7 separate regions of the Mus musculus genome follow, and all the other regions are linked to region 7. A link is a contact called in public HiChIP or PLAC-seq, Micro-C and promoter capture Hi-C data. All regions are on one chromosome and are shown on one strand. Each heading gives the region's core, a stretch centred on a gene start, on an enhancer-like site or on the middle of the called end of the contact. The rest is flanking DNA. Distances are from core to core; before and after follow the strand shown.

Region 1 (3,016 bases), core at 257-2,756, 1.7 Mb after region 7:
AACCTTCTGCTGTTTTATTTCTGTCACTTGCTATCAGAACCCACAAACTCCATTTCTTTCCTTTCCATCTATCTCTGCATCTCCATATGCATTTTTATGATCCTACTGCTAAATGCTTAAAGCTGTGTGCAATAGAAAGGTATGCTTCCTCATTTGAATGTTATTTCCTTTCCTTAGCATAACCGTTACTCCTCTATTCATGCTTTTCTGAGGTCTCCATGTCCTACCCCAATGGCACCTCTCTTCCCCTGTCACCTCCCATTTGAAGCTCATCTCTTCTCTCAACCGGATTTCTACTCTGTCTGATTTTACAGCCAAGGATCTTTAACAAAATAAAGGATGGAGTCTATCAGAAACCAGGTTGCGTGTGTCTTGAGAAACTTTTGCGCATTCACTGAAATGAGATTAGGGACTTGGATCCAAAAATATTCTCCGGGAGTTTTCAGCTTGGGCACAGCTTTGCACATCTTGGGCTCTGCGGCCTATTCTGCTGGGCAAATACAGGGATGTCTTTCAGGGCCTTCTCTGAATCTTTCCAGTCCAAGGGTCAAATTGAAATGACATTGCCCATCCAAACTATAAAAGCAGGCCGAGTAGAGAATGCCTGGGCCCCTGGTCTGCTGCAGGTCTGTGCAGAGTACTGGGGAGGTAGGGACCCAGGCCTTGGGCCACTGCGGTCCCACGAGTCGGTCTCTTGACCTCTTTGGGAAGGGGAGGGGGTGTAGTCCCCTCTTAGACAGGAGGCAGACGCCAGGGAGGGTGGTCCTTTGGGATTCAGGGCTTGACTTCAGAGCCGGCGACAGCACCTCAGCGGGCGCCCCAATGGGAGGCACGGTGCCTCCCAGGGAGAGACAGAGGTTCGCTCAGTCCTTGAGCCAGAAGGTCGAGGGTTCAGAGCGGGCGTCCCCGGCCTGCTGGCCCTCCGGGAACGGGATTGGGGCGACACCCCAGACAGGAGGGATGAGATCAACCGCGGGTACGGACCCGGGGTGCCTGGCCGGAGAGGAGCGGGAGAGGAGGTTGGCGGGACCCCGGCGCCGGGTCCGCGGGTCCGCCTGTGGACTCGCCGGGCGCCCCGAAGTCTGGGGCCGCCGCGACTCCCGTTCCGCAGTCGCTGCCAGGCACTCCAGGCCGCACTTTCCCCTCCTCCCCGCGCCTTCTCTCCAGTGAGGAGCCGGGCGCGGGCGGCGCGGGGGGCGGGGCGGCGGCGGAGGGAACAGCCAGTTGTTTAAAATCCTTCTAGAGCAGTTTCTAATTCCCCCCTAGCGCCCGGGTTCGGAGGGGGAGGGGGGAAGGAGAGCGGGAGGGGGAGCGCGGCGGAGAGGGAAGGAGGGAGGGAGGGAGGGAGCGGGAGAGGGAGGGAGGGAGGGAGGAGACTGCCGCTTAGGCCGAGCCGCCGCCGCGCGCTCCGGCAGGCCGGAGGGAGGGGAGGCCTGTCAGTCTCGCGCGTTGCCAGGGCGAGGAGGGCGGAGCTCTGGCGTGGGGCGGCCAATGGTGGGGGTGGCTGCGTGGGTCGCCATGGGGACGGGGCTGTTCCCGGGGAGGCTGTGATGGGTTGACAGGTGCGTGACAGTGGGAGCTGCTCTCGGCACAAGCATGTACGGCAAAGGCAAGAGTAACAGCAGCGCCGTCCCGTCCGACAGCCAGGCCCGGGAGAAGTGAGTGTCTCCGCGCCGCAGCCACCTCCGCCTTCGCACGCGCGCACACTCGCGCACGCACTCGCACTCTCCGGGAACCGCAGCCACACGGCCGCCCCGCCGCGGGGGAGCCGGGGGTGGGCTGCAGGGGGAGGCGCGGGGCGGGGGCGCGCGGCTCCGGGGAGCGGCCGCCTGCCTCCACGGGGGAGCCCCCCGGGTGGGTGGCCGCGGGCAGCGGGCGGCGGGAGGGACGCGCGTGGCGGGGGGACGGCGGCGGCGGGGATGGAAACTTGTTTGGGTGGTTGAGGGGAACCACCCGCGGCTTCACCTCCTCGCAAAGTAACTTTGGAGCTGTGGTCCAGGACGGCCGGGCCGCGGCGCGCGGCGGGCCTGGGGGGCGCGGGCTGCGGGGCGGCCGGGGTCCGGCGGGGCCGCGGCGGGGGCCCGCGAGCGTGGAGAGGGGAGAGGACGGCGGGCCGGGCGGGCGGAAGCGGGGCCCCGCGGGGCGCGGAGGGCAAGTGCGGGCGTGGGCCGGGCGGGCGGGCGGGCGCAGAGACGCGGGTCCGCGGGTTCTCCCGGCGCAGGCCGAGCTGGCTGGCGGGCGGGTCCGGGGCGGCGGGGGAAGTTTGGGAGTGGGAGCGCCGAGTTCCCGGAGGGAGAGTGTGTGCTGGCCCGCGCGGGGTCGGTCGCGAGAGCTTGGCGCTCCTGCCTCCCGCCGCACACCGGCTCGGCGGCGGCCCCAGAACTTTTTGAGACTTGCGGTGTCCCCGGGGGTTGGTGGCCGCGGGCGCGGAGGGCAGGTCCCGTGGGCCGTGGCGGCGCCGCGAGGAGGGCTGCCCGCGGTGTGGACCCGACGCGGGTCGGCGTGGGGGCTGCGGCAGAGATGCTGGGCACAAGCCGCTCCGCTGGGTCGTGGGGGATACAGGTGGTAACTTCGGTGGGAACCCGGAGGACGTTGGGGAGCCGAGGTGCCACGGTCGCGGCACGCTGCGGAGCAGGCTAGTTGGCTGCTATTCTTGTGTACTTGTAACGGCGATTTGGTTGTTACTAAAATGAGAGCGAATAGTGACTCTGACACCGAGGAAGAACCCTCCCCCCCCCCCTTTTTCCTATGTGCAGATGTTCAGACTGATTCCCTGTACTGGGTCTGCTGGGGGCGGGGGGGGGGCGTCAAGCTTATCCTTGTCATTGAACATACTGTCTTGCTGAGGGGACTCAGGCTGGGGGAGAGCAAGTCCTTCTCAGAGGTACTCTGGGTCTCTTGCATACAAAAACAGCTTGGTAAATAAAAAAATCCAAATGTGTAGGCTACGGAGTTTACCCCCCTTGCTTAGGCAGTTAGTCATACCCTTGAAAGTTTGTTGTGCCCCAGGGAGGGG
Region 2 (3,337 bases), core at 156-2,655, 1.0 Mb after region 7:
AAATAATTCATATTACTCAACATGTATTTTATAACTAAGTAGCACATGGTTCTACAGCTCCTTTTAGGGGAAAAAATGTTCCTTAGTGTTAGCTTATTTTTTAATTTATCCAGTAATTTTTAACCTACCATAATTAAATAAATATGAGCCTAAGTGGGATAAAATGAAAATTCTAGGGTGAATCACATATTCTCATTTTAGCTTCAGAGGGGTGTGCCTATAAAGGGAATAACTTGGAGGTTGTATGCACTGCAAACTCATTTATGCGAATATCCCTCCTTTCCACGTGGCAATTGTAAAGATACTGTGGAAAGAAGGTAACATCCACATGTCATGAGTGTGAGATGGGCACTAAACCCTGGGGCCATTTCACCTAGAAAACTGGTTGCCCCCCCCAAAGAAAAAAATGAGCAAGTGCTTTGAAAAGTCAGTCGACAAAACAAAACAAAACAAATGAGCAATTCATTAGTAAGAACATTAAAATATACTTAAATGGCAGCACCATACACTACAAACACAAATAAAAGCCACACCACAAGAGCTTCCCATCACATCCTTTGGAACAGCTAAAATTTTAAAACAAAGGGGCAATACTTTTTACATACACACACAAAAACAAAAAAATCTTGTAAATTATTACATTACATAGAGTAAAGGTCATAAAAACTTCTCTAATACTAGCCCTCAGAAGGTTGGGCCACAAAGATTGCAAGCTCAAGGAAAGAGAGGAACACACACACACACACACACACACAGACACACACACTCACAGGCACTGGGGGAGAAAGTTTGTCTTCCTTAGATTTTTATCAACTTGACACAATAGGTTTGTAGAAAAAGGGAACTTCAGTTGAAAAAATGCTTCCATCTATTTTGTTTGTAGTCACGTTTGCTGTGCATTTTCTTGATTAGTGATAGATGTATGTAGGTAAGTAATACATGGGCAGGTAGTCCCATATGGCATAAGAAAGCAAAGCAAAGCATATATATATATATATGTATACACACACACACACACACACACACACACACACACATACATACATGAAAGAAGGAATTTACATTTTCACCTTCTTTGCTTTAACAGACTCAAAGAAGGCATTTTCATTCTTATTTGTCTGGAACAAATTAAGGTCAAAACAAGAAACCAAGAAGCATGGGTCAAAAACCTTTTCTTCAGACTCCTAGCAGGAGGCCATGCTCCTAAACAGAGCTAGCTAGTCCTGTGCATTGTGAGAGAAGAACTAGAAGCCTGCAGCTGGGCAGAGCACTATCCCAGCAGCCACCAGGTTGTTAAAAACACATTCAAATTTATGGGTAATGCAGCCACCTTATCAAAGGAAAGCAATATAAAGAGCTCACAGCTCCAAGGGGAAAGAGGAGAAGCTCTGCCACAGAGAAGTCATGCATCAGTCATGTGACGTCAGGGCCCAGTGTTAACAGCTTCTCAACACTGAAGGTGAAAGAACATTTGTTCACCAAAGGTCACTTTCCTCATTGGAGGGGGGAGGTTTCTGAGCACTGTTGGAAAGTTTGCCTCAGCGCATGCTGTTATGTTACCCCTGGGCCCAGTTTGCCTTCAAAACATGGCTGGAGGGGGGCAAGCAATTAGTCTGGCAGCTAATCAATGTCATTGTGGTGAAACCTTTCAGGAAAACATCCCAATTCAAAGGACCCATGTTTCAACTCCAGGCCATTTCTCACAGAAAAGGCCAGACACTGAGGAACGCCTTTGGGAAACTCCCGTAGTCCATCAGTGTTCATCAAGAGTCTAGATACCTGTTTAGGAGCCTTCATTAAAGTAAGCCTAGTTTCCACCATACAAATGGTTTAGAACCTAATCAGAAAAATAAAAACATGGTTATATCGGGGACGGAAAGTATGTATGAATGCAAGAGTTGACACAATGTTTTTACTTGTATGTCACTGCTTCCTTTTGTTATCTACACAACTAAAGTTACAATCCTCTTTCCAAACACCCTGGGCTCTCAGAAAATAACTCAACCCACATAGGTCAAATATTTTCAAATGGTAATCTTTCTGTGAAACAATGTTGCTATTTCACCCTGCCTCTACACACAACCAAGAAATACATATGTAAGAGAAAGAACAGACAGAAACACAGATCTCATTCAACAAGAGTTTGGAGAATTACATTGAGATCTTGCCCCATTTAGGGTCAGCATGTTGTTTTATTGTGAGAAACTTTAAACACTCCAGTGGAATTGGTATCCAGTGAGGAGCAGAGGCCAAGAATGCAGAATGTGGTACAGAGTCAAAATAGCATTCTGCTTCTTGCCATCCTTGCCCTCCCCAAGAAAGTTCCTCAAGATTGTCAATGTGCCTCAGTTTTAATCTTTTTTAATTAATTGTTTTATTTATTTACATTCCAAATGTTGCCCCTCTCATGGTCCCTCCTCCCAGAATTCTTCACCCCATCTTCACTCCCTTATCTCTGAAAGGCTGCTCGTCCACACCCCTTAGCCCCACCCCATCCCCAACAAACCCCCTTCCCTGAGACATCAAATCTTTACAGGATTAGGCACACCCTCTCCCAGTGAGGGCAGACAAGGTAGGCCTCTGCTACATATGTGCTAGAAGCCTTGGACTAGTCTGTGTAAGCTCTTTGGTTGGTGGCTTAGTCTCCGGGAGCTCCCAGGGGTCCAGGTTAGTTTACACTGTTGTTCTTCCTATGGGGTCATCCTCCTCTTCAGCTCCTTCAGGCCTTCCCCTAACTCTTCCATAGGGGTTCCAAAACTCAGTTCAATGATTGGCTGTTCATATCTGCATCTGCCTAAGTCAGCTGCTGGTAGAGCCTCTCAGAGGACAGCCAGGCTAGTCTCCTATCTGCAAGCACAACATAGCATTAGTGATAGTGTCAGTGTTTGGTGCCCACCCATGGGATGGATCCCTAGTCAAGGTAGTTTAATATTAATTCATGAAAAGTAGCCTGGTTTATAATAAGATCACAAATCAGTTGAGGAAGAGACTGTGATGAAAAAAATTGCTCAGAAACACAATGTATAGATTCAGAATTGCCTTGCATTCTCCCTCTCGTCTAAGCTGCCTAGTTGCCTATATTAAACCAGTGGGGGGGGGGGGGGAATACAGAAATAAAAAGATTTTAAAATAATAGGACAGAAACACAACATAAAACTTTCAATTTACTAAAATCAGTATCTTTTTTAATTCCTCAATAAATAACTTACTGAAAAAAATTAGAAAAACAATTTCATTTACAATAATTACTACAATAACACAACAACAAAATACAGAGAGATACAACACAACTAAAGAAGTAAGAGATGCCTACATGGAAATTTACAAAGCACTGAAG
Region 3 (3,397 bases), core at 772-3,271, 1.1 Mb after region 7:
GATAAAATGTTCTACTAACAGACTGTTAATGTGGTCAGCAAGCTGCACTGTTCTATCTAACCACATTGACAATATTCATGGATGAGTTCAAAGTCATTCTCCATAAAGCCACTGAATAAATTCTATCCGTTCAACATGCAACCCTCATCTGCCAATTTCATTTGGCAATGTTCACAACTGCAATTTTCCTCATTATTTTAGTATTATTTAATAGCTTTCCTGAAAGAATTATGTTTATTTCTTACTTGCTACAGTAGTATGCAAATGGCCAACCTTAGGAAGTATTTGATTTAGTGAACACTTCATCATTTATCAAGTCAATGGCAGACTCCATGCAGTATTTTTTAAATGTTTTAGTAATTTCAACTACAATTTTCACATGAAGTTTATTAATGAAGAAAATATATAAGAAGCATATAATAATCACGTATTTAAAAGTAACTATTTTAATGAGTCAAATATGCTGCCATGTTATGTATGCTTTTTATACTTACATATGCAAATATTATATAATCAAACTATATGCACTACATTATACACATGCATTGCATATATGCCAAAAAAACTAAAGTATATTCCAGATATATTCAAATTATATCCATTTCCAGTCAGCAGATTGGTGTAAGTTTGTTATGAAATACAACCAAGGACAATCTTTTCTCCTTTCAATGTATTTCTGTAGATTTCTATGGAATGATTTTTAATCTAGTTCAAACTCATTTTGACAGAAATATTTTATAGAGAGAAACAAAACTCTACTATAAAAATAAGATACATTGCTGTGTGCATCCATTATACTCAGAATCCATGTCCTCCCATCAAAATCATGTCATTTGTTCTTATCTATGTCCCAGAACTTCACTTCCATCTCCCAAACATATTCGTATTTTGTTTTAGTTTATACATGTTCTCATGTTGCTCCAGTTACTATTCCTTTATACCCGACCACTTCATTCTTTGGACATTATCGCTTGACAATTTACTGTGAGTTTATTCTGCTTTAGAGTGAACTTTGATTTTACCTCTGGCTGAGTCTCAAGTCTATGGCTTCCCCACCCACTCCTGTGCAAAGGGCACTAAAGGCATATCAGGGAATCTAATTTTAAAGTTAGATGCCTTCAAATGGCTTAGCTCTAGTGTGAAAATAGGAATGTGATCATTTTAAGCTATAGTAATATAAAGTATATATAATAAAATAGGAACTTGATGCTTTGATTAAACAGGAAAAGTGACTCATACGTATAGAGCTGAAATTATATATATCATATATATGATAAAATAATTATTTATATATATATAAAGATAGGAGAACAAAATCAGAGCTTGGCCTTTGGTGTGTGGCAGAGACACCATGGAGGATGAGAAGGCTATGGTTTCCTTCTGGCTTTTTATTTTAGTTTTGGTGTTGGTGTTGGTTTTGGTTTTGGTTTTGGTTTTGGTTTTGGTTTTGGTTTTGGTTTTGGTTTTGGTTTTGGTTTTGGTTTTGGTTTTGGTTTTGGTTTTGGTTTTGGTTTTGGTTTTGGTTTTTCTCCAGAGCAAAGAAAACTTCCTTGGTCTTGGGGAGCTTAATTCGGAGGGGAGCTCGTGGTGCAGGACAAGCAATGATGACCAGAGCCACCCTATAGTTTTCAAATGTGTTATCTCACATCTAGGAAGAATAAGGACACATGGGCAAAGACCAAACAGAACGAATGTTGATTTATTAAGAAAAAGTGAAAAAGAGCTCCTGACAATTCCACTTCTGAGTGGAGTTCCAGGGGAGGAACACTGATACACCGCCCTGCACGGTGGCCTTTTATAGGTCTTATGATTGGTCTAAGGTGATGTTTATTAAGACTGGTCTCATCTAGGGTCAAAGCTAGGGTCATCGCAGGTCAATCAGAAATGGGTCCATATACCTCGGCCTCACTGTAGAAGTGACTACATGTCATTTGTCCCAGCAAGGGAGTGGTCATTATGCTTCACCACTTATGATTCAATGGACCCCGCCCTTACTGCCTAAAGGGAACTTACTCTTGTCTCACTATGACTAATGCCAGGCAGAACTATATTCCACTAGCCAGGCATGTAATCCTAGGATCATGTCACCTCTCCTAATCCACGGCCTCAAGATAGAAGCAGACATTGTTTCCTAACTTCAGAACCCCCAACTCCTCTGACCTCACTCTCCATCCCCAGTGGAAAGAGCCTTCTTCAGTCTAAGTCCAAAATCCACAGGTCAGACAATGGAGCTAAAATTTTCCTCCAGTATTCGGAGGAAGAAAGGTAATGGAAGCAAAAGGAAAAACATAGTCAGCTGCTGTCCCAGACAAAGTTTTCAGGCAAAGAAAGTGATGACTTAGTCATAAAAGTTCCAGAAAGAAAATTTTCCACACACACACACACACAAAGCAGTGACGGCACAGAATATTTTAAATGGTGAAAATAGTGACCGGGGATTCCAGGCTGATGTATCATCTGCCTGACATTCCTGTGACCCAGTGAGTCAGTCATTCCTGTCAGTACAGAGTTTAAGTCTCCTTGTGTGGGAGAACACAAAGGGGAGAGCTTTGACTGACATAGCTTTCCCCACAGCTTCCCCCAGGACAGCCTAGCTTCTCAAGCCCTCTTCTGCTTCAGTCTCCACAGCGTGGACAGCCTGTGCACACTGCCCTGAAGTGAGAAGTGCCATTTACCAAAGGAAGGTTCCTAGGTTAGATCCTCACATCCGGCCCATGCAGCAGCACGGTGATACACATGTCAGAAGAAGAGGCAAGGAAAAAAACAGCTCAAAAAAGCCCAAAATATCATGAGAGATAAATGGCGGCGATAGTGAGTAAATGCCCTACGGGCATGCGCAGTCAATAAAACACCACTAGCACGGCAGAAAGATCCCAGCTGGAGAAGATCAGAGGTGAAAGGCCTTCAATTTATTGAGAACTGGGGCAACGGGAACTTCCCAAAAGAAGGAATGGTTCATAGCTTGGCAGACAACAAGAAGGCTGAGGGAGGCAAGAAGGTACTTAGAGGGAGCTCAGGAGAGAGAAGGCCTAACCCAAAGATGACCACACACTCAGACAAATGTAGTTCCCTGGAGAGACTGGCCTTCGAAAGAGATCCAACACAGAGAGCTCCGATGAAGCTAAAATGAGGTGATGTCTATCTAATGCATGATGTTTCAAGAGAACAAGGTCACAAGAGGTTCCAGTAACCAAGAGGGGGGGAAAAATCTGAAAGACAGACATGGTCAGCTGCAGATAAATTCTGTAAGAGCTTTCCAAAATGAGCCGAAGAGAAAGGCCATTCAATCAAGGAAGAAATATCTGTTTATTTTCACGGACGATTATAGGCTTAAAAAGCAATCTTGGAGATTTTTAGCCTTAAATAGATAAATAGCATACTATTTTCTAGTCAACCA
Region 4 (3,047 bases), core at 526-3,025, 1.1 Mb after region 7:
AGCAAGTCTTCCACAGTATCCTGGGAGCATGCTTACTGATAAATAGAGGCAGAACAGTAGATTTCTTCCTGACACTCACTTCCATGGGCACCACACACTTAGTGAAAGTGCTATTCCTCTTGACTTCTAACCAGTAGATGCTACCAATGATTGTCAAACAAACATGATTGTGTTTTTTGCATACGTTCTGAAAACTGGTGGAGACCAGCAGGCATAGATTTCTGCAATAACTGAAATCCTGATGCTCTCAAAAGACTTAATAGCCTTACAGTATAAAAGGTCCAGAACATCGGAACCAGTCTGTATTCACTGCTTTTCTTGCCTCAGTGACAGAACAGTCACAAATGCAGTTCCCAACAGGGAAGATTGAGTTTGGTTTATGATTTAAGATAACTCAGTCCATCGTGGCAGAGAAAGCATGGTGACAGGTAGTTCTGTTGTGGCAGCTGGGAGTCCTCACCAGCACCACCACCCCAGATATACACACAACACACAAACATTTAGAAGAGGACCATTTAGAGACTGGGCAGGAAGAGTGACTAGACTATAAACCTCATGGTCTGTTCCTGGTGACACACTTCTTCCAGCGAAGCATCATCTCCCAGTCAAGCGCCATGAGCTGTCGTCAAAGTGTTCAAACTTGTGAGCTTATGGAGGACACGTCACATATAACCTACAGCATAGTCTAAGCCTCACATTGCAAAGAGGAAACATCACTTCATAAAGAAAAGACCAGACTATCACAGGAAGTGGATTATAGCCCTATACACTGCCTTCACACAAATTTACCCATCTGCAGACAGTCTCACTCTGTCTTCAGTAAATAACCAGCTGTGACATCCACAAGTTACGAGAGGGCAGCATAAAGACTTCTTCTTAAAAGTGTTATCCCCATGGACTGTCATTGGTTAATGTCCATTCTAATATGGACTCAGGATTTAGATGGTAAAACAACTAAAAGAAATATTAAAAGCCAAGGGTGTTTATTGAGACTCAATCTACAACTGACATTTCATAACTGAGTTTCAACCTTTAAAACTAGCTCTACTCTTTCATAGACATAGACACTACATTTATTCAGTAAATGTTATAATACCTGAGCAACAGTAGTATGCCAGGCATTGTTGTAGGCACTAGGGCCATACAAAGAAATGTAAGAGACATATTCTACCTCCAGCTGTCAGTGATGCTTAGGAAACGGCCTGTGCTCAGTACAAACTCCATAGGACTAGATTTACCACCTGTTTGCTCAATGACAGGAAGATCAGGATGCTTTGTGAGCAGAAAAGAGAAAGGGAACGTGACCATGGGAACTAGCACAAGAAAACAGCCAAACAAAGCATTAAACGGAAGTTCCGGTCGGAGAAGCCTTCACTACACAGTCTAGGACCAGACCCAAACCTAACCCAGGTAACTAAAGTCTTTCTTGAGATAGGGGGCCAGGGACTGCTGGTTCAGAGACAAAGCAATGGTACACCAGGCAGCTGTGCAGTCTCCTCTTGCCTCTTGCCGTTTGTCAGACTTAAGGACTGTCAGTGCAACTGGCAGCGGGGTAACTCCCAGCCTGGGAGGAACCCAACGAAACTCTCCCTCTCTGGCCATTCATGTTCATTAATGCGTTTACCCAAGTGCCTTTCCATGAGACCAGGTTTCTTCCTTTCTGTGACTATAAGTGGATGGATAGAGAATATTCGGGGGTTTGCACCACATAGTACCTTCACTCAGTAAAGGTAGATGAAAGAAAAATACATCCCTTCCCCCATGCCAAGTTGGAAAACAGGCCCCCAAGGCCCAGACCAGGACCAGATGTGGAAATAACCCTGTATCGCATTGTACCCCTCCAAAGCTCTGCTGCCCAGAGGTATTATGAAATGGAGGCAGGTAAATGTGAATTTGCTAAAGAACTTTTCCCAGCGAAGGAAGCAAAGAGGTTTGGAGTCAAGGAGAAAATCTGCATTTTCTACTGTTGAGGATTAGGACTGCCCTTGGCAAGGAACTTGGAACTGCTTGGAAAAAGTCAAAAGACTTGTCAGACATCAAAAGCTCAGAACAATGCTTTAGTGATTTAAGTGTAAATGAATCTTTGACACATATGGATTAAATTTCCCTTACAGGGCACACACTAAAACACTGAAGAAAAATGTTTCTGACAAGTCCCATGCTCGGTTCACCAAATGACTAGAGACTGTGTGGTAGATCATCCGTGAGGTCCAATTGTAAGCCACCCCAGTGGGCATGCGCTTCCCCAGCTCACCATTCTCTGCCAATAGAGAACCTCAGGGCAAAACAGACACAGAAGCACTGGCGGCAGGGAGTCCTTGTCTGTGCCCTCTTTGTCCTCAGTGTCTTCCAGTACCTAAAACTGGGGGACTCTAACAACAGACTCTGACCAAAGGCATCGCTTATACAAACTGAGAACTCAGCATGGGCCAAATCTGAGGTTGAGAAACGACTCAAACATAGTAACGTATCAAATCATCTTTAAGACTTCATCTTCTTTAAAGCTTCATAAATTATAAATACCCAAAAGGTGTTGTCCTTAATCAAAGAGACTGAGTTCTAGATATATGTTTTTCTAAAGATGTAGATGATTAATGAAGACAGGAAGTAGTTGGAGCTGGCTGTCATGTTTCCTTCATGTCAGACACAGCTTGTTATGATGGGCGCAAATACTGTACTCCCTGGAGCATACATGAGGCAGTGGTGATACAAGACAGTCCCCCATGCCAGAGGAAACTGGACAGACTTCCCTGGAAGCACAGGCATCCTTGTCTTTGCCACAGCTGAATGTCCTAACATCTCTGCTCAAGAAAGTTCCAGTGACAACACCTTGGAAATCTACAGGACACCACCCACATCTGATGGGAGAGGGTTGGCAGCATAATCTACTAATTTGGAATTGATTCTGAGGACTTCACAGCTCCTCCCAGCTCAAAATGGGGAGCCTTGTCCACAAAGTCATCTGAGGCATGCAATCAAGCTGGCCAGTGGAGGGTCTCAATCAGGTGTCTGGATTTAGCAGAAGCCATATGACAAGCACACCCATA
Region 5 (3,221 bases), core at 603-3,102, 1.1 Mb after region 7:
TTCTATTAAATCAATGATGGCAACCTAATGTTGATTCAAAACAGAGAGGGAGAATGGGAAATGAGCATCAGAAAGTGGCTATGTTTGTTGGTGGGAGTAATGTTGGCTGTCTAAGCCAAGATGAAAAATGATCTGCCTACAAATGCAGGTATGATATCTATCTAATGGGCAAAATAACCAATCTGTTTAAAGAGTAAGGAGTTAGGCTGCCCACAGAAAGCCACAGGCCTCACTATTCAGGCCTATCTACAAAAAAATTGCTTAACTCTTGTGCATTCTATTCCAAACCCCACAACTCCATGAGATTCAATCTTTGACCAACTTTAAATAAGGGCAATGGGACTTAAACTTACATACATATAAAAATAACCAGGAAGGAAGGTTTTCCTTAAGACTGGAAATATCCTTGATCCTTACCCAGATCTCACCCATCACAAACTGAGTTAAAATGGGTTACATGAAGGTGTCTGTAGCAAGTTAATGTGGGTGATCTAAGTGATCAGCCAGATTTTAAAACAACCTCTCTTGCGCAGAGAGAGCAAACATATAGCATAAGAACTATTTCGTCTACTCCTTTGTTCATGGCAGACATTATTAATCAATACCAGCACTGCCAATGAACCTAGGCCAAGCTCATAAACCTTCTTGTGGAGCTCCAAACAGCCCCTACCAGTCAATGAGAACTGGCTCACAAAGCGAAAACTCCCTGCCATCCCTGAGTAACAGAAAACAGACAGTAGCATTTTGAGCTCAGTTGTCTGTTTAACTGAGCATCTAGAAAACATCATTTTACAAAAATCTTCACTGACACCTGACCTTTGAGCCTCTCAGAACCTTTGTGAGGTGTACAAGTCAGGTATTTGGATTCTCACTTTATAAGTGAGGCAACTGGAGGTCACAGAAGTGGTCTCTTAAGGTCAGAAAGCTGATATGAGCAAAAATCAAAGGAAAGTCTGTCCTCGGTTGTCTCCCAGGACAGTGTTCTACCATCAATAGGGCTGAAAATTCCATATATTCTGGATGAAAATCTAGATATAAAGTAAATATAGGCCAAGCCTAGAACAAACAGAAAAGAGAAGCTAACCCAGGAGGGTGAGCATATTGTTCATAGCCAACAAAGACTCAGGACTGGAAAGCCAGACCCCTGAGATCTGACCTGAGTTCCTCTGCCTCAGGCTCGTAGGTCGGTAGCTCATTGCAGAGGGTCTCCTCCCCTCTTCCCACACTACCCAGAAGGACCTCTCCCACATGCCTTCCTCTTTCCCACTGGTGCCATACTCTCAGCCTCACTCACCTCTGCACAACCTACCCCCTCCTCACCACCACCCACCCCCCTGTAACTTCCCTGCAAGCTGAAGGAAACAGCCTCTTACTCAGAACAGTTCTGGCCAACTGACTTAAGATAAGACAAGCACCTTGGCAGGGAGACTTGAATATAAAATTGCAAACAGCTTTTGAAGTTGCAGATCCGTAATACTCTAAGCCAAAGAAGAGGGGGTTGCCTCTTCTACCCCTTGTCTAAATCAACACTGCAAAGGGCTGAAATGGGTCCAGCCAGCTTTCGGATGTGATCTCACAGGACCGCCTGCCACACACATGCATTTACAGCCTGTCACCAGAGCAAAAACCCCATGAGGCTTGTCACCACCTGATGCGGGGGACATATTTCTGCTGAAATCAAAGCAAAGGGTTTAATGTCCTTTCATGTGCTCAGATATGTCCCGCCTAACCTGAATGTGCCCTCGCCTCTGCAAGAAATCAAGAAATTTTAAGATTATAATGTTGAATGGAGAGGGTTTTTGAACGCAGGGCTGGGTCACCCCTACCACTTGCTATTGTGCAATCCTGAGAAAGTAAATTCCTTAACTTTTCCTCATGCAAAATAAGACTGAAGTAATATTTCATTGTTTGCAATACCTAGTGCTTTAAAAAAATATACAAAACAGGTTAAATATTAAAGCAAGTGAACCATGTAAAGAATTTGGCACAATGACAGGTGCAAAGTCAACAGTAAATGATAACCATCACTGTTTCGTATAAAAATAGAGAATAGAAAGATCAAAATATATACTAGAAAACTTTTAGATTAAGGTGGCACCTAAACAGGTCCCCAACTGTATTTTAGAGTCCCTGCAATCAGTTGCAGATGACCAAGCAGAGAACACTGATGTTATGCTGATATGTTTAATGGCCTAATTTTCATGCATAGAATCGAATAATTAGCAAGAGTCAATAGCATGTTTTTTAGAATTGTCACTTTTGACAGCATATCTTATTCATAACTTAGCCTGTATTTAGTATATATTTCTATTCTTTCCAAAATTCTACCAAAAACTTATAGAATTTTATAGTTAGAAATAATTAAACAAAATGTACAATAAACTGAAGTACCAAGTGTCTTGCAAGTCACAGACCTGGCTCTCTAAAGGAAATAGCGACCAAAAAGCACAAAGCATGTGGAGATTGCATCATGACTTCCCCTGCTGGCCCAATTAGACACTTCTTTTGGAAGCTTCTAGAGACCCAAGTTTCCAAATCTAAATGGAAACGGAACACAGATATTTCTTAGAGATAACCATCAGTACTTTCAGCCCAAGGAAAGGCAAAGCCAAGGATTCTCTTACAAGTAGAGCCCACCACCTGAGCCGGTTCTGTGTACATGTTCTACTACATAAGGCTGTTTAGGATTGACCATGTGAATACACAAAGGCAGATAGACAAACAGACTAAAATGACGCACTGACACATACCCACACACACACACACAGAGACCCTGGATTACATTCACACACACATAATCACACACATTCACACACACAGAGACCCCGGATTACATGCACACACACAATCCACACATACACACACACACACACACACACACACACACACACCTGATTATATGCACACACAAAATCACACACACACACAGACCCCCAATTACATGCACACACATACAATCACACACATACACACACACACACATACACGTACACTGTCGGTTTGTTCCTACAGCCTTGCTTTGAATTATCCTTGGAGAAGTTTAGGGACTCGGCCTTTGTTTTCCCTCCATTTACAAAGAAACATCTCTAACAAGTGTTCTCCTTCAACTGGTAAAATATTAAAAAGTTTCTGGTGTCCTATGAACATGAAAAGCCTGAAAGATGATGCTACTGGTCCCATCTTTGAAGTATTCATGTAAGGAAGATCAGGAATTATAGTGA
Region 6 (3,041 bases), core at 58-2,557, 1.5 Mb after region 7:
AACTATTTACTCTAGTTTCTTCCATTAAAATATAAATAACAACTTTCTGGGTTTTTTTTTTTTTTTTTTTTGCTCATTGAGACAGGATCTAGCCATGCATAGTGCAGGCTAGCCTCAAAATGGAGGTAGCTCTGCCTCTAGCTATGCCAGGCTGGGGTGTGTATAGCCCATTGCCCCACACTTGGGTGAGAGGGATAGGCCATCAAGCTCAGGCATGACGTCTTTAAAACTGCTCTGTGAGACTTTTAACTCCCTTGTTGCTCTGAATTTTTTTTTTTCTGCTAAGTTTTTCATTCTGTGTCATTTTTTCCTGTCAATATCGGACACTTTGGAAGCAATGAGGAGCAATGGTACCTGGAATCCTAAAATAGACTTGAGTCCTGCACAGGGTCTGTGTTCTCCAACCCTAACCATCATAAATGTTCACTTTCATCACCACAGTGGGGGCCACTGTCACATTATAATGACCCAAAGTAAGCCTTTGGAAAAGAACTATTGCACTTAGAAAGAGGAAGCCAATTGTCAAAGAGAACTTAAAACATGAACACAAGCACTGGAGGGAAGCTGATGGCCCCTGTAACCTGAGATGGGGGTCTATAAACTCAGCTTCTCTGAGGAGAGGCTGAGGCAAGAGGCTCAAGATAGGTAAAACAGGCATGAGAGTGCCCACTAGGAATCCCAACACTTGTGTGACAGAGGCAGGGTTGTTTAGAGTTCCAGGCCAGCGTGGGCTACATAGTACAAATCTCTCTCAAAAACAAACCCAAGACTGTTCTGGTTGGTTTGTTTTGTTTTGTTTTGTTTTTTCCTTACAGTTGGAAACAATTTACATCTTGCCGAAAACATGTAACTGCAGAAAATGGGGCTCCATTTTGATTCTGAAACCCTGGGCTTTACTACCAAGATTTTCATAATTATCACTATAGATGCAAGTATGGCTTCTATAAATCAGTTAACTAGTCCTTTATCTCCGCCCCCCTCCCCCACCTTCCCGGTTTTATAGATTATGGGGGGAGGAGGTTGTGTTGGCTGCAAATCTGAAAAGCCTGCCAGTCACTTAACTTCCTTTGTTTCAAGGTCACGTGAGCACATTCCTAGCACAAGGTGGAAAGGTCGCCTGGGCGGCCCGCGCCCACCTCCCAGGCCTGTTACTGGCTGGCCGATCCTCCACCCTTCTCAGGTCCCAGGAGGCGGGCGAGGGCTGCAGGCAGCGGCGGAGGTACCGCCGTGGTTAGGTCGCCGAGGTTAGGTGTACTCACCCCGCTCGCTCGCCCTGACCTGGAGCCGGCGGCGCGCACGGGGCGGAGCGGGGAGGGACGGGGCGGGGCCGGGACCGCAGGAGCGACACGGCAGCGGAGGAGCTCTGCCCGCGCTGCGGTGAGCATGCGCAGTGGGGCTGCACGGTGACGTCCGGGCGAGACCTTCCTGCAACCCGGGCGCCAGCAGCCTTCACTTTCCCGGAGCCTAACCCGCTTGGTGCTCTCGGCCAGGCAGGGGCAACCCCGAGCCAGGGTATCTGCACTCCCTTCCCCACACGCAGTCATTCTAGACGCCTGGCTATAAACAGGGGACTCGTGACAAGTAGAGTGCGAGCCAGGATGAGGGCCGCGAGCATCCCCAAGAGCCTAGAGAGCAGTACCAGCTAAATGAGGTGGTCACTGCCACCCATTTAAGGCTGGGGCGAGAAGTTAGGAATTCGAATGCTAGTAACTGTATCATTTGCAGCACAAAAATCAGAAAATACCAATCAGTAAAATGAAACCAAGAGGCAATGGTAGGGCCAAGGAAAATACCAGAAGATGTAGGAGTCTTAGGGGTTATGGGGACCGATAGAATATCTCAGGAAAAGCATGTCTGGTCCTTTAAACAGTACAGTATTTCTTAGAAAAGAAACAGGCAAAATGAAACTGCTGTCTTCAAATGTGAAAAGGGAAATTTTGGTCTTGAGCAAGTAGTGTAAGATTACCATGTTAAGTAGCTAATAAATTCCTGGGACTCTAGGTAATGGTTTTGCAATTTCCTGTAAGTCCATATTGTTTCGAAATAAAAGGTTAACAGTGTGTGTGTGTATGTGTTCTGAGTTTGTTTTATAATTGGACAGAACATAGATCTGTAGTGACCACTGGCAAAAGATGGGGAAGGGGCTAACTTTAAAAGGGGCTTAGAAGTTAGAAGGATGGTAGAAGGATGGTAGTTTCTGATTGTTGGTTTTATTGATGATTAAACCACTATTTTGTTTGTCAAAACAAAAACCAAAAAAAGTGACATTTTGCCACACACAAAATAGTTTTAAAACAGTTTTGTAAAAATGAACTTTAACTTTTTTGAGCAACTATTAATTAATTGGTAGCACCTAATTTAATTTATTTTTTAATTAGAAGGAATCTGTAGCCTAGGCTAGCCTGGAACTGTAAATACTTCTACATCTAAGTGTTAGGATTAAAGCTTGGAACATCTTAACCTGCTTCTATTTGACGTGTTAGTTTGTTTTGAAGGATAAGAAGTTATTTGTAGGGTATGGCAGCTCATGCTTATAACCCCAGCACTCAGTGAAGTAATAGGGGGTGGTGGCAAGAGGAATTCAAGGCCAATCTGGGCTATAGAGGAAATTCTAGAGCAGCCAAGTCTGCTTTATTATTTTCTAAAAATAAAGTAAAAATTACCAAAAAAAAAAAAAACCTGCCCATGTAAAAATAAGAATCATTAATTTACCATACTATTGTACTCAAAATTTTAGAATACGTACCACAAATTATACCACATTAGCTTAAGCCCGGCATTCTATACCAGAGCCAGTTTCAAATGACATGATTCACCTATGGTAGACAAAAAAATAGGATGTAAGTCACGTCACCTCAGTGCATTTCCCTGTACCACGGTTCTAGTCGGTGTTTGCACACAGCATGGTAAAGTTCCTGAGGGCGTGGTTTCTAGCATCCTTAGATTCATATAAGACTCCAAATGAGTAGTCATTGAATAAAACAATGAAGCAATCACAAAATAAGAGGAGGAAAGCTCAAATGAACTAGCGACTACGACTG
Region 7 (3,347 bases), core at 353-2,852:
AGGCACTAGAGAAGTCTCTGCAATGCCCACGCCTACTCAGGGCAGTAGGACTTTCTCAGCCAGGGCGTCCCCGGGGAAACCCGGCACGCACTCTCCACAACCACTCCACCAGCCCGTAAAGTTGCTCAACTCAAGTGGAGAAATGGGAGCGGATGAAGATACAGAAGGGAACAGAGGACTGCTGTAATCCAGGCGAGAAGACTGCACCAATTGGTCCCCAACTCGAGTCTCCACGCCACCTTTGTCTGGAGAATCTATGGGTCCTGGTTTGCTAGTAAAGATTGGGGGACAAGCCTTCATTTCGTTTTCCAGAGCGAGGGGGGAGATACTGCACACCCCTCCAGTTCAGGGAAAGCTTTCCCGCCCAGGAGCCTCCCAGACCTCTACGGTGTTCCAACAACCCCACCCCCATCCAATGCGCCTTCCCGGCTGGCTCGGGAGCACCACGCGCAGGACAAAAGAACACAGGGGCAACGTGAGAGAGCTTTGACAGCCCTCAAGTCATCAAAGAAAAGCAGCCCCAGGACCCTACCCAACCCCTGCCAGATAGCCTCCCACATTGCCTGAGGGGTTGGGGGAAAGGGTCATGTCCGTGCAGGTCCTGGGCCGCTAAAGTATCCTGCTGCCTTGTCAGGAGCTGCCCAGAGGTGACTTTCCAGGAACCAAAGATACTGACCACACACACGGAGCCAGGAAACCAGGTGGTCTGCCCTAAGGTGGTTTCAGGGGCTTGCATTTGGGCAAGTTTGGGGACTCTCCATTCAAACTTTTGCCTCGACCACTTTAAAGAGAACAAAATCAAGGTGTGAGGAGTCCATTCCATTCCTCCAACTCAAGATAGCAGGACTTTTCTAGGATTTCGCTACAAAATCCCTTCCCCCTATTCGGTTTGTCCTTTTCCTCTACCCCACCCCGGACTTCTTTTGTCTAGCTCTTTTTCAGCACCAAGGTCTATCTGAATTCATCTCTTTAACAAGTTACCTTCATGTTTGAAAGTGCGCACATTTTTCTAACTTCGCCTTACAGCTAGTCCTCTTGGCTTTAATTAAAGCCCTCTTCCAATTACAATGTGAGTCTTTCCCCCTACTAAGCTGGACGGTTTTCTTTTCCCAACAAGTTTTCCCTCTTTCTTTTAAATGGGGGAACAAAAGAAAAGTGATTACCTTGAAAGGCGGCTTACTGCAGTTTTCGGGGTGGAAATTCACTGCTGAGCTGTGAGAAAGGGCTCCGCGTTGCCCCGGAAGATCACATAGGAAGCGCGGTGGCCTGGGGAAGGGTGCAGCGAGTGCGGGACAGAGCTGGAGAGGAGAGAGGATGCGCTGGTAGCGGCAGATCCTTGTCCCAGCGCTTGGCCACAGCACCTAATGCTCACAGCTGCTGCGCCCGCGCTCCTTGAGTTCTTCGCCCAGAAAGGCTCGGGGCAGCTCGCCTGCAAGTTCAAATGCGGGTTGTGACACCCACCGTCATTATATCACTGTACCGTCAGAGCCGAGGAGGAGACTCAGCGAGAAGGAGGAGGGAGAGGAGGAGGAGGGTTCATTCACAGGCTCCTGAAGAGCTCCGTAGCTCAGTCACTCCAAAGAGCCCAAGCTTGGAAACAGGCGGAGGGGCGGAAAGGAGCTCCCTCAGCCTGCGGTAGGGACCGCCTGCCTCCCTGGCCAGGCACTCCCACCTCTCAGCGTTTCTTCCTGATGAGAAGTACCAATCGGCTGGGGGTGGGGGGAATCCGTGCTCCTCATTCAACGACTCGGTACCACCTCGCTGTGCAGTCTCAAACAACTGCCTTCCCACCCATCCCCACCCCACCCCCTCTTCCCCGCCCTGGGCTGCTACTTCTGAATTAGGGGAAAGGAGTCCCCAGGCTCTGCTGCGGCCAGCAAGCACAGAGCAATTAAGTATGGTCAGTCCTTAGGAGCGGACGGGACTCTATAACATCAGCCAAGAACTTGCGTATAATGTGTTTAATGCGACCACGGAGCTTGCTCGTCCCATCAGAAGAGGTGTCAGGCTCAATGCTCCTGCCAACCTGAAAGAGATACTGAGAAAGTGAGATCCCAAGCCCCAGGGAGACGCAAAAGCTTTTCGTGACTGCTCTCCCTAGGGAACTGCCCAATGGGGAGCCCGCGGCATCAGGCCCTACACAAAGACCCTGGCAATAAAGGGTTGGACAGGAAATCCCCCCAAGCAATCCCTTGTCCCATTCAAAGAGAATCCTTTCTCTGACACAAATCCGCGTCTTTCCTTAAATGTATTTCGCTTCCTTCCTTCTTCCATACCTCTGTCTTTCACAGGATATCTTGCAGAATTTTCTGCCTAACTCAGATTTCTTTGACTTACCAGTCTTTCCATGTTGTCTGGAAATGGAATCTTTCACGTTCGCAATTTTTTTTTTCCCCTACTCAGGCTTATCCATCGATGTAAACAACATCAATATAGAGAAGCACACCCTTCACTGAATCACAAAAGACTCCATTAGGACCTTAAAGAGCAAAGGGTCAAACAGTTAATACAAAGGATTTCTGACCCTCACAAAAGGGCGACTTTGAATTTTCCGTTACGTTGAAGTCTAGTATGAGTTTCTAGAGAGAGGACAAAATAAGTTCGCAAGACATGTCGAAGTAACTCTCAGGGTACTGAAACAATTACAAACTTTTCCTCCTACACCAATATGGAAATATCCTTGTAATTATTGACTCTGAATGTTTTGCTTAGAGAATGACATCAAACACAGGGCTTCAGAAACGGTAGTGATTAACGCAGAGAGTTTGTCTTTACCCTGGATTTCTTTAATTAGATTGGCTGCCAACCACAGTTCTAAAGTTGTAACCTAGACCCTTCTGCATGTGGGCTCCTTTTCTAAGGTTTGTAGATTCAATATGATCATAGATCTTAAGTGATAAACATGTGGTAGGATTATCAGTACAATTTCATCCCCCGGTGTGTATTTCATGTGTCCTTTTACTTACACTCACTGTAGTGAGTGACTTAACTGTACTACGGGCCATTTCGAAATCAGTTTGGCTTACAGTGACTTATTTAACCTTTATGCGACGATTGTACTGCCATTACTAAAACTGAAATTTCATCCCATATATTGTGCAGAATGAGAGCCACATCTTGACATCAGACTTCAGTCACTGCATTTAACATGCCAACACAACCAGGTATGGAAAGAGACTCACCCCAAGCTTGCACAGACCAGAGATGCTTATCAGAACACAGCTCTTGAATCAATAGGAATTCATTCAGAAAGAAGAAAAATAAAATATAATGAATTTCCATTATTATTTATATTCCAGGCATTGGGGTAGATAGATTTTTTCTCTGAAACGCTTCAAGTTATTATC

What was found. Promoter capture Hi-C pulls out the DNA fragments that hold promoters and counts their contacts. Hi-C and Micro-C count contacts between places; a contact is called where the count stands out from the background. HiChIP or PLAC-seq counts read pairs in DNA pulled down with a chosen protein or histone mark.
Region 1: a contact with region 7 is called in a Micro-C map of embryonic stem cells, with 13 times the contacts expected there. The contact joins the promoter of Ssbp2 here to the promoter of Vcan in region 7. A contact is called at or near these places in 3 of 39 promoter capture datasets (hippocampal neurons, liver and pre-B cells), 3 of 484 Hi-C or Micro-C datasets (embryonic stem cells, pre-B cells and uterus), 2 of 115 datasets of contacts at active chromatin or transcription factors (astrocytes and embryonic stem cells) and 1 of 9 other capture datasets (liver).
Region 2: an H3K4me3 HiChIP or PLAC-seq map of embryonic limb bud shows a contact between it and region 7, with 13 times the contacts expected there. The contact joins the enhancer-like site here to the promoter of Vcan in region 7. A contact is called at or near these places in 3 of 39 promoter capture datasets (cranial neural crest, embryonic stem cells and neural stem cells), 6 of 115 datasets of contacts at active chromatin or transcription factors (the 230-238 cell line, embryonic forebrain, embryonic limb bud and 2 more) and 2 of 9 other capture datasets (embryonic stem cells and liver).
Region 3: a contact with region 7 is called in an H3K27ac HiChIP or PLAC-seq map of the NIH/3T3 cell line, with 12 times the contacts expected there. The contact joins the enhancer-like site here to the promoter of Vcan in region 7. A contact is called at or near these places in 4 of 39 promoter capture datasets (the C10 cell line, cranial neural crest, frontonasal cranial neural crest and 1 more), 1 of 15 datasets of contacts at CTCF or cohesin (the NIH/3T3 cell line), 4 of 484 Hi-C or Micro-C datasets (LSK cells, bone marrow-derived macrophages, embryonic fibroblasts and 1 more), 14 of 115 datasets of contacts at active chromatin or transcription factors (the NIH/3T3 cell line, astrocytes, cardiomyocytes and 10 more) and 1 of 9 other capture datasets (liver).
Region 4: a promoter capture Hi-C map of cranial neural crest shows a contact between it and region 7. The contact joins the enhancer-like site here to the promoter of Vcan in region 7. A contact is called at or near these places in 21 of 39 promoter capture datasets (the 3T3-L1 cell line, 3T3-L1-derived adipocytes, the C10 cell line and 12 more), 2 of 15 datasets of contacts at CTCF or cohesin (pro-B cells and stem cell-derived epiblast-like cells), 51 of 484 Hi-C or Micro-C datasets (3T3-L1-derived adipocytes, the AML12 cell line, the C2C12 cell line and 30 more), 35 of 115 datasets of contacts at active chromatin or transcription factors (the 230-238 cell line, the NIH/3T3 cell line, astrocytes and 20 more) and 5 of 9 other capture datasets (adipose tissue, embryonic stem cells, liver and 2 more).
Region 5: a promoter capture Hi-C map of liver shows a contact between it and region 7, with 14 times the contacts expected there. The contact joins the enhancer-like site here to the promoter of Vcan in region 7. A contact is called at or near these places in 20 of 39 promoter capture datasets (the 3T3-L1 cell line, 3T3-L1-derived adipocytes, the C10 cell line and 13 more), 4 of 15 datasets of contacts at CTCF or cohesin (the NIH/3T3 cell line, large pre-B cells, pro-B cells and 1 more), 79 of 484 Hi-C or Micro-C datasets (3T3-L1-derived adipocytes, the AML12 cell line, the C2C12 cell line and 41 more), 39 of 115 datasets of contacts at active chromatin or transcription factors (the 230-238 cell line, the NIH/3T3 cell line, astrocytes and 26 more) and 5 of 9 other capture datasets (adipose tissue, embryonic stem cells, liver and 2 more).
Region 6: a promoter capture Hi-C map of hippocampal neurons shows a contact between it and region 7, with 2.0 times the contacts expected there. The contact joins the promoter of Atg10 here to the promoter of Vcan in region 7. A contact is called at or near these places in 3 of 39 promoter capture datasets (hippocampal neurons, liver and pre-B cells) and 1 of 484 Hi-C or Micro-C datasets (pre-B cells).

The regions. Positions count from the first base shown.
Region 1 is chr13:91,459,591-91,462,606 of GRCm38.p6, forward strand. Ssbp2 (single-stranded DNA binding protein 2) reads left to right here and starts at 1,507. Exons shown (of 17, transcript NM_024272.4): 1 at 1,507-1,658. The coding sequence starts at 1,597.
Region 2 is chr13:90,760,931-90,764,267 of GRCm38.p6, forward strand. No RefSeq gene overlaps it. Among named protein-coding and RNA genes, the nearest start is that of Atp6ap1l, 140 kb to the right of the region's middle. Within about 2 kb of position 1,406, at least 18 of the 459 cell types and tissues checked have an H3K27ac peak or open chromatin away from gene starts, as enhancers often do. A contact at or near this core is called in embryonic limb bud, where this site is marked.
Region 3 is chr13:90,794,985-90,798,381 of GRCm38.p6, forward strand. No RefSeq gene overlaps it. Among named protein-coding and RNA genes, the nearest start is that of Atp6ap1l, 110 kb to the right of the region's middle. Within about 2 kb of position 2,022, at least 54 of the 459 cell types and tissues checked have an H3K27ac peak or open chromatin away from gene starts, as enhancers often do. A contact at or near this core is called in the NIH/3T3 cell line, embryonic fibroblasts, myocytes and 2 more, where this site is marked.
Region 4 is chr13:90,854,201-90,857,247 of GRCm38.p6, forward strand. No RefSeq gene overlaps it. Among named protein-coding and RNA genes, the nearest start is that of Atp6ap1l, 50 kb to the right of the region's middle. Within about 2 kb of position 1,776, at least 6 of the 459 cell types and tissues checked have an H3K27ac peak or open chromatin away from gene starts, as enhancers often do.
Region 5 is chr13:90,832,474-90,835,694 of GRCm38.p6, forward strand. No RefSeq gene overlaps it. Among named protein-coding and RNA genes, the nearest start is that of Atp6ap1l, 71 kb to the right of the region's middle. Within about 2 kb of position 1,853, at least 3 of the 459 cell types and tissues checked have an H3K27ac peak or open chromatin away from gene starts, as enhancers often do.
Region 6 is chr13:91,222,680-91,225,720 of GRCm38.p6, forward strand. Atg10 (autophagy related 10) reads right to left here and starts at 1,308. Exons shown (of 8, transcript NM_025770.3): 1 at 1,260-1,308.
Region 7 is chr13:89,740,910-89,744,256 of GRCm38.p6, forward strand. Vcan (versican) reads right to left here and starts at 1,603. Exons shown (of 15, transcript NM_001081249.1): 1 at 1,164-1,603. All of the region lies in intron 1 of Gm4117 (a long non-coding RNA gene), which reads left to right.